2 separate regions of the Mus musculus genome follow, and region 2 is linked to region 1. The links are chromatin contacts, called in public targeted proximity ligation maps. All regions are on one chromosome and are shown on one strand. The core of a region is the stretch at or near the end of the contact, and the rest is flanking DNA. Distances in the headings are between cores, read along the strand shown. Region 1 overlaps Tg (thyroglobulin). Region 2 has its middle 30 kb from the start of Sla.

Evidence for each region.
Region 2: a targeted proximity ligation map of memory CD8 T cells shows a contact between it and region 1, with 50 read pairs. A contact is called at or near these places in 11 of 484 Hi-C or Micro-C datasets (B cells, CD4 T cells, Th2 cells and 6 more), 5 of 130 datasets of targeted methods (the NIH/3T3 cell line, effector CD8 T cells, embryonic fibroblasts and 2 more) and 3 of 9 other capture datasets (adipose tissue, liver and pancreatic islet).

The regions. Positions count from the first base shown.
Region 1 is chr15:66,716,064-66,720,619 of GRCm38.p6, reverse strand. Tg (thyroglobulin) reads right to left here. Exons shown (of 48, transcript NM_009375.2): 24 at 3,377-3,492; 25 at 862-970. Among named protein-coding and RNA genes, the nearest start is that of Tg, 48 kb to the right of the region's middle.
Region 2 is chr15:66,859,269-66,863,824 of GRCm38.p6, reverse strand. No RefSeq gene overlaps it. Among named protein-coding and RNA genes, the nearest start is that of Sla, 30 kb to the right of the region's middle.

The DNA.
Region 1 (4,556 bases), core at 775-3,274:
TCAATAAAAGGAAAAACAAAACAACAAAAGAAATACCAGGTCAATTAGCAAACATTTAAAAAGAAAAAAAGACCTTGATATCTTAGCTAACTCATCAACAGCCTCAAAATCTACCATCTCCCAGGTGACATATATGCATAGTGCCACCAGAGAGGGTCCCATGAGCATAGAGATGGACTAGAATGCCCTTTAGTCAAGATGGGGGTGGAGGGTTGGCTGTGATGTTCAGCAAAAAGAGAAAAGACAAAGGAGCTAGAAGGTCTGGGAGACATGGCTGCAGGGAGCTAAGCCAGGATCTGCTGGAATGCCAGATGTAAGCAGGGTGAAGGCCTTGGTACGCATGCACCTAGGCCAAGCTGGCTGGGTGCATGTCTGCACTCTGTTGCATGCATATAAGCCAAGCTGGCTGGGTGCATGTCTGCATTCTGTTGCATGCACCTAGGCCAAGCTGGCTGGGTGCATGTCTGCACTCTGTTGCATGCATATAAGCCAAGCTGGCTGGGTACATGTCTGCATTCTGTTGCATGCACATAGGCCAAGCTGGCTGGGTCCCTGTCTGCACTGTGTCTGTGTTTCCATTGGCTCCTTGGTTCCTGCTGTATGAGACTCACAGCCCCAGCAGACCGGGATAAAAACCAGAACTGATGGCTCAGATGAATGTTACAGAAATCCTTTTGTAGCTGCTGGGAGGACACTGTCTGTCTGCAGAAGGCAGGTGGGTTGAGCCTGCTTCAGGTGGGATCAGGGAGAAGAGGGTCTCATGCATGCAGTGAGGTGAGGGGTCAATCTCCTCCTCACAGACACATCATTCTGAAACCACTCTAAACACAATCAAGGGATGCTCCAGCATCGCCAACCTACCTTTCTTCACATACACAGCCAGAGAATCCTTGCCACTATTTCTCACTTTCACCTGGCACCTGAGGCTCCCGAAACTGGTTGCCTTCAGGCTGCCCATAGCATCTTGTTCCTGGAAGTGGAAAGGGCCCCGTTATCATCCAGTATTTCCATTAGTTCAAAGCAATTCAACACATACTTACCAAACTCTGACCACAGTTATCAAGAAGATGCAAGGAAAATTCGTGAGGACTTCTGGTTCTAGCTTTCCTAGCCTATTAGAAGGGCACACATGTGAGCAGTAAACTCCCATCAACAGTGATGGTCGCTGCACATAGCTGTGCAACTGGAGTCTGTTACAGGGGTGACAGTGATTAATTCTATGGAGAAGGAGAACTGAGGAGAGCTTCCCAATAATACTGAATGTGGATGGGGCTCTAATTGAAGACCAGAATTTTGTCCAGTGAAATGGGTAATGGCCAGAGAGGGGAGGAGGGAGGAGTCAGCTTGGGGAGGCCTTGCAGGTGTTCTGCCCACAGGCAGATTTGAAGCTTAGAAACCTCAGCTCAACCTGCAGAGCACCTTGCCGTTCTTGGTCACCTTGGCACTCTTCTGATTTGCTCTCATCAGTTCCACGGGTGAGTGGGTAGGACAAAACTAGCATACTCATCCCTGCTTATCATATAGTATTTGCCCCTCCTCAGAGTTGCTAGCCATGACGTTTCTTATGAGGGCTTTACAGAGGGCAAAGATTTAAATACAGGCTACTTGAAGGCACTGGCTCTTCATGCTTTCTTTACTGAAGAGATGGAGGATGGAATGAAGGGCCACAAAAACCATTAAAAGAAGGAGGTGTGAATGCCTGAAAAGGATTGAAATACAAACCCAGAGCAGTGAAAGTTCCTCTCTTATCCCTTCTGGTTGCATCCTGATTGGGCTGGAACCATAAGATGCAGGGGGAATTACTAAACTTAGCAGACTGAATTCCTGCACTGCAGCTCCAGAATCTCAAAGGAGTTGGAGCCAAAGAGCCAGGGAGGCTATGAGAACTGTTGGGAATGGGGTCCTAGACTGGAACAAGGTGGACCAATTATAAGTAACCAACATCCAAGCCCCACCCCTGCATTACTGCACTGATAGCCCAGGGCCTTGGGAGGAACCTTAACAAAGTTCTATGCAAGACTTCCTGTGAAACTTCCTGTTGACCTAGTTAGAGATTGGGGAGGGGAATAACATTGACACAGGTGATATCTATTATAGTAATATTCATAGCAGAAATTGTCCTGTAATTTTTTTTCTAAAGGGGTTCTTCAATCCCCACAATCGCCCCGTGATGTGTTGCTATGTGGGTTATCTGAAGGACCTGGGAGCTAAAAAGCAGGAAGTGAGTGGTAGGCACTGATATTTGTTTGCATCTGTGTCCTGCCAGTATTTCATTTACATCTAATAAGCTGCTAAAACTCTGGGGGAGCCCTCTCCATTACATCTTGCAAGGCATGAACACTCTGACACATGTGTTCAGAGAACAGGCATGTGCAATTCCCAGTGTAGGTGATGTCTTAAAAGTACCATGCACCTTAGTGTGGACTGGCTACCACACTAAAATGGTACAGATATGCAAAAGTCCTTAGGAAGAAAAGATTTATTATGTTAACACACACAAAACCTAAAAGAGGCTTCAATACATAGACATTTTTCTAAGAGGACACAGAAGAATTTAAATGGACACAGAAGAAGGAAACTTGCAAGATCAGCCATTAGGGACCCTGGGACCCAGGAACTGATTTTGGCTGGATGGCCTCCTATTCTAATGGAATGGTGGTGGGTATTTTTGTTTGTTTTTGTTTTTGTTTTTTAATGTTCTACAAGGATTTTCTTTTCTTTTCTTTTGGGAGGAGTATTTTATTTATTTACATTTCAAATGCTATCCCCCTTCCTGTTTTCCCCACAACCCCTCTGTCCCATCCCCCCTTTACCTGATTCTATGAGGGTACTTCCCCACCAACCCACCCACTCCCTCCTCCTCACCCTGGCATTCCCCTACACTGGGGCATCAAGCCTGCACAGGACCAAGGGCCTCTCCTCCCATTGGTGCCAGATAAGGCCATCCCCTGCTACATATGCTATGTGGCTAGAGCCATGGGCCCCCCATGTGTACTCTTCGGTTGGTGGATTAGTCCCTGGGAGCTCTGGGGGTTCTGGTTTGTTGATATTGTTGTTCTTCCTATGGGGTTGCAAACCCCTACTACACTTGACTTTTACAATGAAAGCAATGCAGGTGCTCAGAACTTAGGAGTCAAATGGTTCTCTGGGCTCTGGACAATAGCCCCTTAGCATGAGGAACCAAGCTGCCTTATGAGGTAAGTAATGGCAGAGGACAATGAGGCTACTCCACACTAAGGCACCATCCTGATGATCAGATGCTACACTGACCCTTTGTGGCTCTGGCCCACCACAACTGCCATTCCCAAATTCAAAATCTGCAGGCACAGAGGCCACCAGATTGATTCCACAGGAACAGGAATCTGTTTTGGCTTACCTGGTCAGAAGTCACGCAGGCAAAGTTGTCCCTTGTCCAAGAATAAAAGTCACATGAAACCTCTGACTCCATTGTGGACACTGTAAGGAAGCTGCAGGCCTCATCATTTGCACAATCTGCAAGTATCACAGTAGAGCCACCTCTGAGCTCTCAGGTGATGCCGAGGGTAGGGCAAACCCACAGCCTGTCCTTACCCTCATCATGTACATATCCCTGCTATTCACACACACACACACACACACACACACACACACACACACACACACACTTCCTTTCATGATGCCCCACATTAACTGGGCACTAGAAAGCAGTGACTTTCAACCAACAAATGGCTAGTCTCATTAGAACTCAAAAAAAAGAAGATTGATATTAGTCTAACATGTCCCTAGTCCTAACAGACTCCTGCCCTTCTACCAAATTAACTTGATTTTCACTGCAAGCAAGACCCTACTTCAGGCTCAGGGATGAGGTCAGTCAAAGCAACAACCATTCTGGATCACTCTCAGAACTATCAGGTTAATTTGTGCTGACCTAGTCCCAGCTCTGCTGCTATGTCCCAAGAACACACTGTCCCAGTGCCCCTTTAACCCACTTCTTCCTTTTCTTCTCCACCCTTCTCTTCTGTTCTCTGTGGCACATGGCTTTCTTTTCTCTAATCAGTGGTACCCATACTACTCCCTGGCACAGCCATTTCATGGTCCCTCCTCCTAAATGGCAATGAGACCTACAGCAGCCTCTTGATACTTATTATGGGAACATTTATGCCTCCCATTCCTATGTTCAACCATAACCACCACTACATGAGAATATGACTATAATTTATTTAGAGTTAGGGTCTGTAAAGAGGTAATTAAATAATGTGAAATGAGGTTATAGTCTATGTCCTAATAGAGAGAAGAAACCAGGACAATACACGGGGGAGTCTGTGTGAAGACAAAGCAATAAGATGGCCATTGAGACACTGAAGACAGTCCAGTGCTATGAACCCCTTGTTTTCAGGGCTCCAGTGTCTAAAGTCGTGGGAAATAAGTTTCCTGATTGAATCTATCTAAACTCCACTGATTTATACATCCTGCCTGCCTATGAGTGAGATAGACTGCTCTTATTTCTCTGTAAGACTCTATCTTGCCAGACACTTCTGACGTGGTATTCTCACTCTAACTTCTGTCTGTTGTTGTCC
Region 2 (4,556 bases), core at 540-3,039, 140 kb before region 1:
TGCATAATTCATGATCCAGTGTGTTAATGATGCATCTGAAATTTCTTCTGGGACTTATGAGCAGCAGCTGAAAAGGAGGTCACCCCTGTCACACAGGGCCCAACTTTATCCTGCAGTGGTGTTTTGCAGGGCTGTGTGGGAGGTGAGCATCATCAATTGTCCTAAGTCTTCCACAACGCACTGCTAGAACCAGCAGGAAACTTGTTTCTTGCTGTCGCAGGGACAAATGTGGGTGGGAGACCAGGGTCTAGGAAGAACAGATAGATGAGAGGGGACACTCACAGTGACAGAAAACAGCAGTAGGTTTATCTTTGCATATGCTCACAGTCTGGTAAATTCTAGAAGAGGGGGTGATAGGTAGAAATGGCCATTTACTCTGCTTAGAAGAAACTGTCATAAAGGGAGGAAACCTCTTGCTGTGGGCTTCTCAGGGCAGTGGATTGGGAATTCAATGGTGAGTGTGTATAGTGTCTATGTGGGTGTGCGGGAGGAGGTGGGAGGATTCCCCTCATGGAGAGCAGCAACTACAAGGAGAAGCAGCATCCAGTCGGGAGGTGCTAGCCCATCACTTTTCCTGCCAGCTATAAATGTGGCAGTGGCTGGCCCCCATTTCAGTAGGATATCAGTGCCCATAATTCTAACTCTCACAGAACCTGTGCCCTGTGAATGCAAGCCCCAGATCCCTGGACACAATCTTGAAGATAAGATACATACTCAGCATGTCAAGGGTCACCAACACTAGGCCAAACCTATGTGTAGGGAGTCATTTTATAGTCTCCATAAGATGCAGTGAGATGGAAGACAAGGAGACAGACAGGTTGATTATCAGTGAGACAGTCAACCTACCCACCTGCAAATGGAGAATCACATTGGATGAATGCGTCCAAGCCTTGGGAATCTGCTTCCATGCCCACCCTCCCCCATGGGTGGAAGATCAGATGTAGAAGCGCTTCAGGTATAGGCATTGAATGGTTCCTTTATAAAATAAAAATATTTTACAACCCTGAAGTACTCACATGGGTTAACAACTCATGTAGACCCTTAGCCTGGAAGCAGAGAAAGTGTGCCCGCTCCTTTCCCCACTCATTCACACTGTGCCGTGTCACAGGAAATACTCCCACAGCATGGAAACAGTGGGGAAACTCCCCTGGAGGGGGCTCTCCCGCACTGCTATCAGTTGAGGAAGGGAATGAACAGCTTACATGCTGAGGCCCACGAAGGAACAACTCTCCTCGTGAAAGTGTACACTGCATCTCCAAATTTTACCGGGAATTGAACATCCTTTCAGTTTCATTGATAGAATCTTGGGCATCAGGCCACGGGTTCATTTCTAGTACCAATACCCACTTCCACAAAGATTCATTCATTCATTCATTCATTCATTCATTTTCGTTTGCCTCCAGAGGTGATACTGTCATTTCTATAGGGCTTTAAAGTGATGTGTCACCCAAGGCTATGCAAGTAGAATGGGAAGCAGGGGAGATATAGAAGAAAGAGAGCAGAGAGATCCAAAGGACTTGTGGGACGTTGAAGATACATTCTATAGGCCCCTAGGACTAGTTAAGGAGTTTGTAGTTGTAAGATTTTTGACTACAGAGTAGGTCCATAGAAGAGACCAGGCAGGAGAGAGGGAGTCAAGGTGAGACGTGTACTCCGGGGTCTCCACATTCCTTTCCAAGCTTTCCAAGAGGAATATGGATCCTCAAAGGAACAGTCTGGAGGCAGGGCCGATCACATTTGAGTGTGGGACACACAGTAGTAAGCAGCAGCCTGCAGGCTTTCGGAATGAGTCAGGGACTGGCTGCCTGCAGTGGTATTTTCCACCCCAGGCCATATGGGCTGAGTCTGAGCTTCAGAGGAAACCACTTGGCAAGAGACAGGCTGAGAAATCTTAAATCATACACAAATTTCTCTCTCTCCCACACTCCACAGGACCTCTAGCTCTGGCCTGCATAAACACTCCACATACCACCTCAACCCCAGCACATGTAAGCGCCCACATGCACACATATCCCCACCAGCACAAGGACTACATCCACAAACACGTGCACACACACATACGCACATGCATACACACATACAAGCATGCATACACACAAACACCCCAACACATACACCCATCACATGCACATACACATGCATAAACACATCACAACACACACATGCACTCATGGACACACATTCACATCAACACACACACATATGCACACACACAAACACACACATACAGAGAAAGAGAGAGAGAGAGACAGAGAGAGAGAAAGAGAGAGAGAGAGAGAGAGAGCCATACTTGATTTCTTTTAAAGCAGTGTATTGGCTCCCTCACACTCTCCTCTGTACTGTTCTATCAGTGTGTAGTTACATGCTATGGAAACTCCCCATGTACGTGGGCCTCCCACATTATCAACATCACAGTGGAAGAGGACCAGGAAACTAGCATAGGAATTTACCGAAGCACACTGAGGAATTGCTATCATCTCAAACCCTCTGAAACTTCCTGGTGGAACTAGGTGGAAATTATATAGTTGTTTCTTGAGAAAAACATCTTAATGGGCCTTTGAGGTTGGAAAAGCAAACTTCCAAACATCTCTGGCTTGCCCTACTCAGGTCACGAGAATACACTAGCTGGGTTATCTGATGAGTTAGAAGAATTTCATATTTTCTTTTTCCTAATGGGCTGAAAACAAAAGAAAGGCCAGATTCAGGACTTGGACGGAGAGAGAGTACAGATTAGTTCTCTCGAGATTTCACAAGCCAATGGGACCCTGAGGCCGGAACAGGAGAGGATGGCCAAGAAATCAGAATGATCTAGTTAGTATACATTCAGCGGTTTCCTGATGTTCTGTGGTCTGTGTTCATGACCTCGGCCTTTAGTAATTCTACCTAAGCTGCAAGTCTGAGCAGATGGTGAGGGAAGAAACCAGTGAGTGCAAGGCCTTCCAGGAAGAAGGCAGCAGATGCAGGGGCTGATGTTGACTGAGCAGGCTCAGTTCAAAACAGCAAATGCTGGGGGAGAGAGAACATGAGGAACACTTACTTGGGGAGCTTCATGGGACACCTTAGGACTACTGCAGGGCACCCCAGGCCCATTGCTTGGCCTTCACGGTGAGGTCTTGGGGTGAATTGCAATGCTACAGGCAGGGAGCTGGTTTTCTTGCCAAAGCTGTGTTGACAAGAATAGAGGTCATCTTCCTGTCACATAGGCATCAGGGTCCTCCCCAAGGGGGTAACCCAGTCTATTCTCCTACGGAATCATGGTGAAAGTGGAATGGCATGATAGGACTGCATACACGGTGTGAATTGTGGACAGCTGCCGTGGCGGAATCTGGTTGTCCTGCTAGAAGATGAAGTTTCTGATGGTTGCTTGGAGGGTCTAGCCCAATGAGAACACTACTCAGAGGCAGGCCTCTGGCTAGGAAGGGATCTCTGAGCTTCCAGGATGCCAGACATCCTGTCTCATTACTTTCTCCAGAGTTCTTGGGAAGGGAGATGAGCTTCTCAAGTCTTGAAGGACAGAAACTGGAGCTGTGAAATGCTAGTAGAGGACAATGTCACCAGAGGAAAGAATGAGAAAGTGGCAGGCAGGGGACTAATTCTATAGACTCCCAGAGCCATGGGAAGTAACAAAGATGTCTTGCATGCCTCACAAAGTGCCTGCTTTCTGGAGGAGGGAGACTTGGAGCTGATTTCTAGCCAGTACCCAAGTAGTCAATGACAACAAATGACAATCTGACAGTCTATGGAGGAGTAGAACATTCCTATCTCCCTAGAGGGACCAATGAAGGTGGAAAGGGAGGTGAGAAGAAGGAAGTGCCAGGCAGAGGAGAAGGTGAGTGCTCTCACGTATGTGCACGTGCCTTCTCCCCCACCTCCTACACATGCCTTAGGTCATTGTCAGATGTGCTGGCTCTGGGCATTCAGCAGCCCAAATACCTTTCCTGCCTTCTCCTGGTTTAATAATGGATGGTAGTGGGCAAGTTGGAGAGATTTCTGTATCTTTGTTTAATTTTGCTTTTGAGACAAGGTCTTTTTGTGTAGTCGTGGCTATCCTGGAACTCATTATGTAGACCGGGATGGCTTTAAGCCTCACAGAGGTCCTCCTGCCTCTGCCTCGCAAGGGTTGGGATGAAAGATATGTACCACCATTCAATTTCTGTGTCTTTAATGCTTGAATGATGACTGGTGATGGTGTGGGAAATATGCCAGCTAGTGCACAAGAGACTGGCTGTCCTCAGGACAGAGCTCAGCTGAGCAAGTTGTTGATGAAGGTGGCTGGGGCTAGATAAGGAAATGGCATCAGCTAAGTCCCTGTAGGGCCAGCAAAACTGATGCAATCCAGCTGTCACCTTGCTGTCCATGTTCCAAATATAAGAGGGCTTCTCAAAGGAAGGCTCCCATATGAAGTGACACATGTACTCAGTAGTTGAGTATTCTAGTTTCATTTCTGTTGCTGTCATAACATGTCCTGTCAAAAGCAACATAAGCAGGTATGCAAGAGGAGTTTCCATCGCAAGCAGTTTCACATGCCTCAAGCAACTAGTCTCATAACATCCACA